2 separate regions of the Mus musculus genome follow, and region 1 is linked to region 2. The links are chromatin contacts, called in public HiChIP or PLAC-seq maps. All regions are on one chromosome and are shown on one strand. Each heading gives the region's core, a stretch centred on a gene start, on an enhancer-like site or on the middle of the called end of the contact. The rest is flanking DNA. Distances are from core to core; before and after follow the strand shown.

Region 1 (4,253 bases), core at 701-3,200, 370 kb before region 2:
CTTCCCATGAGAGAGCTGCATAGTATAGCCCACTTTACATGAGTGGCAGGTCAGGTCGCACCAGGGTCTCACCTCAGTCCCAGAACTCTCAGTACAGAGCTGGCCAGGGTACATCTATAAATCCTCATTTGTGATCTCAGCTTTGGAGAGTGAGGCAGGAAGATCAGGAGCTCAAGGCCAGCCTTGGTGACAAAGTACATCCCAAAGAAAAGGAAGAGGAGGAGGAGGAGGACAAAGAGGAGGATGCTCAGTGACACAGTAAGGCCCGGGAAGAGGGCAAAGGCCTGTGCATTCCCGGTGCCCACCAGGAGCAGGAGAGATGGCTGACAGCACTTGACCCTGCAGAGCACCTAAGTTGGGTTCCCAACTACCTGTAACTACAGCTCCAGGGGATCTAACACACTTCTGGCCTGCTCAGGCATGGTCACACACCTGCAGATACCCACAGATATAAATACATCTTTAAAAAGAAAGAAAGCTGGACATGGTGGTGCATGACTTTAATCCCAACACTCAGAAGCCAAATGCAGGCAAATCTCTGAGTTCAAGGCCAGGCTGGTCTACATATACATAGTGAGCCCTAGGCCAGCCAAGCCAACACCACATAGTGAGACCCTGTCTCATAAACAGAAAGGATGAAAGGAAGGGAAGAAGGGAGGGAGGGAGGGAGGGAGGGAGGAAGGAAGGAAGGAAGGAAGGAAGGAAGGAAGGAAGGAAGGAAGGAAGGAAGGATGCTAGCCTGTTATTTGAGAGACTGAGGCAGGATTGTGAATCCCAGCCCAGCCTGGACTACAGCATTCAATGCTGTCTCAAAAATAGAACATTCTGAGCATGAAGGTGGTGCCTGCATGTAGTCTCTGTGTTGGATAAGAGATTTCCTCACTGCCTTTCTCTCTCTCAGAAATCAGGCCCTCCCCTCCAGCAGCCTCTGCTGGGACAGGGTTGATAAATGGGCTCACAGCTTTCCCGGAGCTCAGTCATCTCCCTCCCACTTGCAGCTGTGAACAAGCCCAGCCTCCCTGACACTTACACTGAGGACAACCTCGAATTATAACTTGACTTTTGTCTACTGTTCTCTTGCCTTGTGACTCCTGGCCCGTGGGCTAGGCTGGGCTAAATCACGTGATGTGAGATCGCCTCCTCTTACTCGGAACCTTATGGGTCGGAAACCCCTTTCATCTTTCAGAATTAAAGGCTCTCTGTCCCTTCAAGACTCCATTGTGAGTGTGGAGAATCGGCTGCAGTTAAGAGCGATTGTGAAGGTCCTGACTTCAGTTCCCTGCATGCACATTAGGGGGGTCACAGCTGCCTTGTACCCCCAGCTCCAGGGGCTCTGACTCCCTCTTCTGACCTCTGAGGGTGTCTGCGCCCACATGCGCACATAATTAAAAACAAAATAAGCTTTAAAAATACAATAGCGCGCTGTTGATAACGCAGCGCCCCAACTCTAACACCAGTCAGAGCTGCCCAAGGTCGTGGGGTCTTTCCTAATAATGCTCACTGCTCACATCAGCTCCTCTCTACTGTAACCAGGGTTTCTGTGGTAAGCCACAGCAACCAACTCATCAAAGGATCAGTAATTCAAGGCTATCCTTAGCTACGCATGAGTTGGAGGCACCCTGGTGACAGGAGACCCCATCAGAAACACACACACACACACACACACACACACACACACACACACACACAAACACACACACACATCCGCACGTGGATGAGAAGCACGGCTCCTTCCTTCCTGTTTTGCTGCCCCGTCCTTATGTCTTGAGCTGTAAATCTCCCACCCCCCACCCCCACTACAACCACCACTTATTGTGCCTGCATGTTCTTAAAGTCTCCACCAGAAGTCCCTATTTCTGTCAGGTGGCGCTGTTTCAAACTGTGGAGGAAAGAGAGGTCTAGCTGGCCACCCTGGGTGTGGGTGGGGCTTCAGGGTGATGGGCAGGCAGGCTCTACTTCCTGCCCTAGATCCCTACTTCCTGATATGACCTGCTGCTTCACGTGGCACCTGCTGTGGTGGTGAGGCCATCCCACTGCCAGGGTGGGCTGCATCTCTCGAACCCCGATCCAGAATTTAGCTTTCCCAGTTTGCTTCTTTTGGGTGTTTGGTGACAGTTCCGAGTCTATACTAAGGCACTGTGATGTCTCCAAAGGGAAACCATCTTCCTTTTGGGACCTTCTCTTTTGGCAATATCTACCCTTTCACTTTTATCTTGTTATTTTGGCTTTTAGATACAAGCTCTTTCTCTGTGGCCCTGGCTCTCCTGAAACTTGCCCTGTAGCCAAGGCTGGCCTCAAATTCTCAGAGATTCACCTGCCTCTGCATCACAAGCGTTGGGATTAAAGGTGTGCACTACCATGCCTGGTGCTCTCTCTCTCTCTCCCTCTCTCTCTCTCTCTCCAAGGTCTCACTCTATAGGCCAGCTTGTCCTGGTCACATTATGTAGCTCAGGCTAGCCTTGAACTCTTCCATCCTATCTACCTCTTACCTGAGCACCTAGATCATAGGCACCACACCCAACAAGAACACTTTTTTTTTTTTAGTGTTCTTTACGTAGTTTTACATTATACTTAGGAACTATAATGAATTTTATTCTTAACCGATTCTCTATTGTTGGCCGTTTATGTAACTTCCAAGCTGTTAAAATTAACCAGCATGCCAATTTATGGGAAGTCTATCTGGCAAGTAAGTAAAATCATCCTGCAAGTTGTCTCACATTGTTCCCCCACGAGGAAGCACGCTGGACTGGAGAACTCAGACGTTCCTGATTGGTCCTAAGGCCAGACGTCAGCATCTGAGGGACTGTCTGTAAGTGTGCTGGGCCGAAAAAACAAAAACAAAAACAAACAAACAAACAAAAAACCCCCAGCCAGGCGTGGGGGCGCACACCTTTAATCCCAGCACTTGGGAGGCAGAGGCAGGCAGATTTCTGAGTTCGAGGCCAGCCTGGTCTACAGAGTGAGTTCCAGGACAGCCAGGGCTACACAGAGAAACCCTGTGAAACTCAGAAATCTGCTTGCCACTGCCTCCCGAGTGCCGGGATTAAAGGCATGCGGCACCAAGCCCAGTTGCTGAGGTGGAACACTGTCAGCGCCCTCTTTGGGTGCCATCTTGCTGAGTCTTACCGAATCCTGAAAACCAGATCCAGGCTTTGTGCACTACAAGTAGCTGCTCCACCAACAGAGCTACAGTCCCGTCATGGCTCCCAGTAGCCTACGATTCTATAATGCAAGGACCCCCTCCTGCTCCCTGCTCCAGCCCTCACCTGCACCATCAGAACTGATGCTGGTGTGCTGTGCCACAAAGTCACACACTCCTGTGATCCCAGCATCCAGATAACTGAGGCAGGGGGCTCTCTGTGAGTTTAAGGCCAGCCTGGTCTACACAGAGAATTCCAGGACAGCCAAAGCCATGCCCGCCTAAACATGTAAAAAACAAGGAAGAGCATGGGGTGATTCGTGGGGAAAGATATTTGCCTCCAAGCCCCAGAATCCTTATTAAGAGACAGCTGACCCCCATAAGTGGTCCTCTAATCACGATGGCACTTGAGCGTACACACACATACTCACACACACATACTCGTCAAACTTGAGCATCTGAGCCGACCTAGAGGAAGAATGGGATGAGCCATCACAGAAAGAGGCACCTTGTGTGTGTGGCCACGGGGTGTCCAAAGAGGGTAAAAGTGTCCTTCTTCCCATCCTTTATCCCCCAGTTTCACCCTCCCCCCATCACTAGATAGGAGAGAAAGAAGAATGCGGGGGGGGGGGGGGAGGAGGAGGGGGAAGACAGAGATCCTTAAATCTAATTTCCTTCTTCTTGTTTCTTCTTTGAGCATGACCACTAACACACTGAAACCAACCTCCCTCCCCCAAATGACCACCAACCACCACTCTCCACCTTGCAGTGGGCGGGGATGGAGGTGGGGGTCCTACCATTTATCTACACAATCCCAAACATCACACAATCTCAGACACTGTCTGCAGCTGGCAAAACCGTGCCTCTGGTGGAGCACGGCATAAATCACAGTCAGCTGCTGCGAAGCAGCCCCATTTCCCCACACCTGGGTTAAAACAAAACCATATTCGTATAATATTTGGGTCTTGTTTTGTTTTGTTTGTTGTTTGTTTGTTTTTTAAACCACAATTCCAGAATTCTCACTACAGGCAGGGCTGGAGAGGGTTGAATGAGGTTTCTGTGAAGCAGTTTTGGAGACCAGGGAGCTTGCCCTTGATAAGAGGGTGGGGGATCT
Region 2 (4,041 bases), core at 205-2,704:
CCCCAGAAGTCATACGCATGCTGCAGTGCTGGGCTGAGCCCAGAGCCCTGTGCATGTGGGGCAGGGGGACCACGGCTATTCGCCATCTAAAGTTACAGGTCCTTTGTGTACATCAAGGGGCTGAACCCGGAAGTAAGCCTACATTGGTGGTGGCTGGAGGTGGTAATCTGGGAGGTGATTAGGTTAGATGAGGCCACGAGGTAAGTGTCAATGGTAGCATTAGCTCTCCTATAAGAAGAGGAAAGCACTTCTAAGCTTGTATGCTTGTGTCTCTCCATGCCCTGCCCTCCACTGGACAACACAGCAAGAAGGCTCACCACAGGCTGGGGTTGATCTCTTTGACTTCCTCTTTCCCAATCCATGAGATAAATTAACTTCTATTTTCTTTCTTTTTTTTTCTTTTTTCTTTTTGGGGGGGGGGTAGGGGGAAGGTTCAAGACAGGGTTTCTCTGTGTAGCCCTGGCTGGCCTGGAACTCACTCTGTAGACCAGGCTGGCCTTGAATTCAGAAATCCACCTGCCTCTGCCTCCCAAGTGCTAGGATTAAAGGCGTGCGCCACCACTGCCTGGCTGACTTCTATTCTTTACTTACTACTTAGGCTCTTAGAATTTTGTTATGCCACCAGAGAGTAGGACAGACACGGCCTGAAATAGTGAATGTAAGCAATAAGTCTCTCGGAGAGAGTTATGGATCAAAGGGAATCAGAGCATAGGGACCCATGACCAAGAGGCTGTCCAAGTGGGCAAGCCTGGACGATCCCTATTTGGACTGAGTGGGTGAGCAACCAGGGGGCTCTGGAGCCCAAGAGGAACCTGGGTCTAATTCCTACACTGTAACTACACAGCTTGGCGAGTTCCTCAACCATAATGATAGTTAATTGAGCTGAACACTCCATCATTTATACTAAGGGTCTGGGTGGCCCTGCAACAGCAGAAACAGGAGCCTCGTGGTAAACAGGGGAACCTACTCCAAGTGCCTATGTTCCATTGGCACAAGCCATGCTTTCTGGAGAGGCTCAAGCCACTAACCGCTGTGCCATCTCATTTCTTTGGCTTGGATGTCCCTTGGCTTCCCAGAAGACCTGTGTGTCTCTTGGACTGTTGGGGTCCTGAGACGTCCACAGCCACCTTGATAGGATTCCCTGCCTAATGCAAAGCATCGGCCATGTGCTGATCAACAGGAGCCTGAAGAAACCAGGACCAGACAATGTCAGAGCTGGGATGGTCTTCTGCCTACTTCAAACAGAATACATCTTATCTCCTTGTTAAGAGTGTCTCACCTGGACCTTGAGGCCACTACCACGGCAAGAACTGGTATTTCATCTTTACTCAGACTAGAGAATGAGCCTGGACACTCCCTGTCCACCCCACTGAAATTCCCTTCAGCAGAATGTGCGGGGCATCGCCTATGCCCTTGGCCAGCAGAGGGAGCAATTGCAATGCTCAGCCCGTTCACGGCCCACTCACCTTGTTGGCCACTGTGTACTGGTAGGAGTAGCGCTGCTTGCCGCTCTTGTCCTCATACACTGTGGGTACAATCTTCAAGATGTAGTCATGGGAGGCCAGGGCTGCAGGAATACAGCATAAGATGAGATGGGGTGGGCACTGCCTGGCAGGTGGCTCTGCCTGTAACCCCAAGTTCAAGTCCTCCTGGTACTGTAGGGTCCTCTCCCCTTTCTCTTCAGAATGTGGCTTGCTGGGATTGTTAGATCTGCACTACATAATATATAATACTCTGAGCCACACACTTACAAATGGGATAGCCATTAACGAGGGGTGCTGAGGGGGCATTTTCTCTGAGATTCAGGCCCAGGAGCAGCACGCTCCTGTGAAGTAGGGGCCAGGGAACACATCCTCTTTAATGCGTGGTCACCAAGAATTGTCTAGAGAGAAGCCCCAGGAAACAGAGCAGCTTCAGTTTCATCCTTAACTAGACTAGAGAGAGACTGGCAAAATTACATTCCCCACCATCCCTCACACACAGAGAAATTTTCCAGGGAGAAAGGTGGGACTCAAGAAAGACCCCATTTCATTGTAGGTATTGTCTGTCTGCTTTTAAGTTTTAAAATAATCTGGGCTCTGGGCTCCAGAAAGAACTAAGTAAGACTGATCAAACCCAGAGGGCTGGGGTCAAGCGCCTGCCTGGCATAAACCTGCCCTTGGCCTCAATCCCAACACTGCCAAAACAAACAACAGAATCTGGTCACTGTCTTCCCTCTTTCTCAATAAACTGCTGACCCTTCAGCCCTGTAATAGTTTAACACGACCTTTTCACCCAGCGCCCCTGTCTCCTCCCAGCCTGGATGGCAAAGTTGCTGAGTGCAAGGACAAAGTCTTACATTCCTGCCCCTAAACCCTGCACGGAGCCTGGGACAGGGCAGACAGTGGCAAGGCCTGCTGAATGAAGGAGTGGACAGGATGGCTGGACAAAGGATGAAGGGATCAATCAGCTACTGATAAACATGAGCTAACCAGAGCTGCCTCAGCCTTCCCGAGCAAAAAATGAGGCCCAATGTCCATCCCTCTTATTCCTTCTAGAACCTTGGGCTAGGAACCATGGAGCTAAAAGAACATGGGAGTTTAGTCTTCTGGGTTCTAATCCTGGTCTCTGCAGATCAGATTCAGATCTGTAAGAGTGGTGAGCATGGAGCAAGCATTCCAGCCTTGACTAGTTCTGGCCCTGCTGTCTCCTCAGAAAAGGGCAGCACTCCTGGGATGGAGGTGACCCCCCCCCCCAACACACACCCTCAGGAAAACTGGGGAAAGCCCTGGAGCCTTTAAGCTAAGCACAGGGGACCCAACACCTCTTGCTCATGCCCACAATGGCTCTCAGGGTCCAGAGTACTAGGGTCACATGGGGTTAAAGGCCGATTCTAGTCTTCATCCCTGGAAACTCCCATGAGATGGGCTCACATCTATACCTAAACCAGGAGGCCAAAGATCACCTTGAAGTACAAGTCTCAAATTCCCACTCTCCAAGGATAAAACCTGAAGAAAGGAAGGCCTTAGTGAAAATCATAACTCTACTATTTTGTTGTTGTTGTTGCTATTTGTACAAAACATTAGGTAGTCACAAAAGGAAAAAAAAAGAGCCACCCTTATGTCTACTGTGCACAGAGAATCAGTTCACATTTCCTCCCCAGTAGGAACACGCCAGACGGATGTCCTTAAGGAGTCACAGGGGTTCTGCCTCAGGCCCAGGTATCATGAACACTTCCAAGTTGACAGCACAGAATGGAGGCCTGCAGAGGCTGCTTGCTTCATTTACTCACCTTCCTGTCTCTAGAACTTGGTACTGTGCCTGATCAATATGCATTCAGTGTCTGACTGCCTAACAGCCCTGAGGCCATCATGGCCAACAGCTGCCCACATTCCAAGATGCAGGTCCCTACCACGCACAAGGGCTGACACAAATAAATGATGCTTCAAAGTGACCCAGTGGACATTATTTTTCTTAGCATATTGTGTGCATGCACGCACAACATGCACATATGGGCATGTGTAAGAATGGAGGTGTGTGTGTGTGTGTGTGTGTGTGTGTGTGTGTGTGTGTGTGTGTAATGGAGGTATGTGTGTGTGTGTAAGAATGGAGGTATGTGTGTGTGTGTAATGGAGGTATGTGTGTGTGTGTGTAAGAATGGAGGTATGTGTGTGTGTGTATAATGGAGGTGTGTGTGTGTGTGTGTGTGTGTGTAAGAATGGAGGGGTGTGTGTGTGTGTGTGTGTGTGTGTGTGTAATGGAGGTGTGTGTGTGTGTGTAAGAATGGAGGTGTGTGTGTGTGCAGTCTTTGGCAAGTAGAGATTCGGCACTAAGACTTTGGAAGGAGCCAATGGTTGATAGGAAGGGTTTGGGCAGGAGGGGAGGGACCAGCTGGTTTCCCCCACTGGCCACCTACAGAGCTGGTTCTCACAGAGTGGGTTCTGGTTCTGTAACTGCTCTGTGGGATCCAGGTGACTGCCTCCACTCAGGACAACGGCAAAACAGTGGTCAGTAGCAGGGACAGCAGATGCTGTTGGAGCTTGGCAATAGCTCGGGGGTACA

The links. HiChIP or PLAC-seq counts read pairs in DNA pulled down with a chosen protein or histone mark.
Region 1: an H3K4me3 HiChIP or PLAC-seq map of bone marrow-derived macrophages shows a contact between it and region 2, with 8 times the contacts expected there. The contact joins two enhancer-like sites. A contact is called at or near these places in 1 of 115 datasets of contacts at active chromatin or transcription factors (bone marrow-derived macrophages) and 1 of 9 other capture datasets (pancreatic islet).

What each region holds. Positions count from the first base shown.
Region 1 is chr17:27,009,813-27,014,065 of GRCm38.p6, reverse strand. No RefSeq gene overlaps it. Among named protein-coding and RNA genes, the nearest start is that of Bak1, 17 kb to the left of the region's middle. Within about 2 kb of position 1,950, at least 126 of the 459 cell types and tissues checked have an H3K27ac peak or open chromatin away from gene starts, as enhancers often do. A contact at or near this core is called in bone marrow-derived macrophages, where this site is marked.
Region 2 is chr17:26,636,269-26,640,309 of GRCm38.p6, reverse strand. Ergic1 (endoplasmic reticulum-golgi intermediate compartment (ERGIC) 1) reads right to left here. Exons shown (of 10, transcript NM_026170.3): 8 at 1,467-1,567. Among named protein-coding and RNA genes, the nearest start is that of Gm41553, 3.4 kb to the left of the region's middle. Within about 2 kb of position 1,454, at least 44 of the 459 cell types and tissues checked have an H3K27ac peak or open chromatin away from gene starts, as enhancers often do. A contact at or near this core is called in bone marrow-derived macrophages, where this site is marked.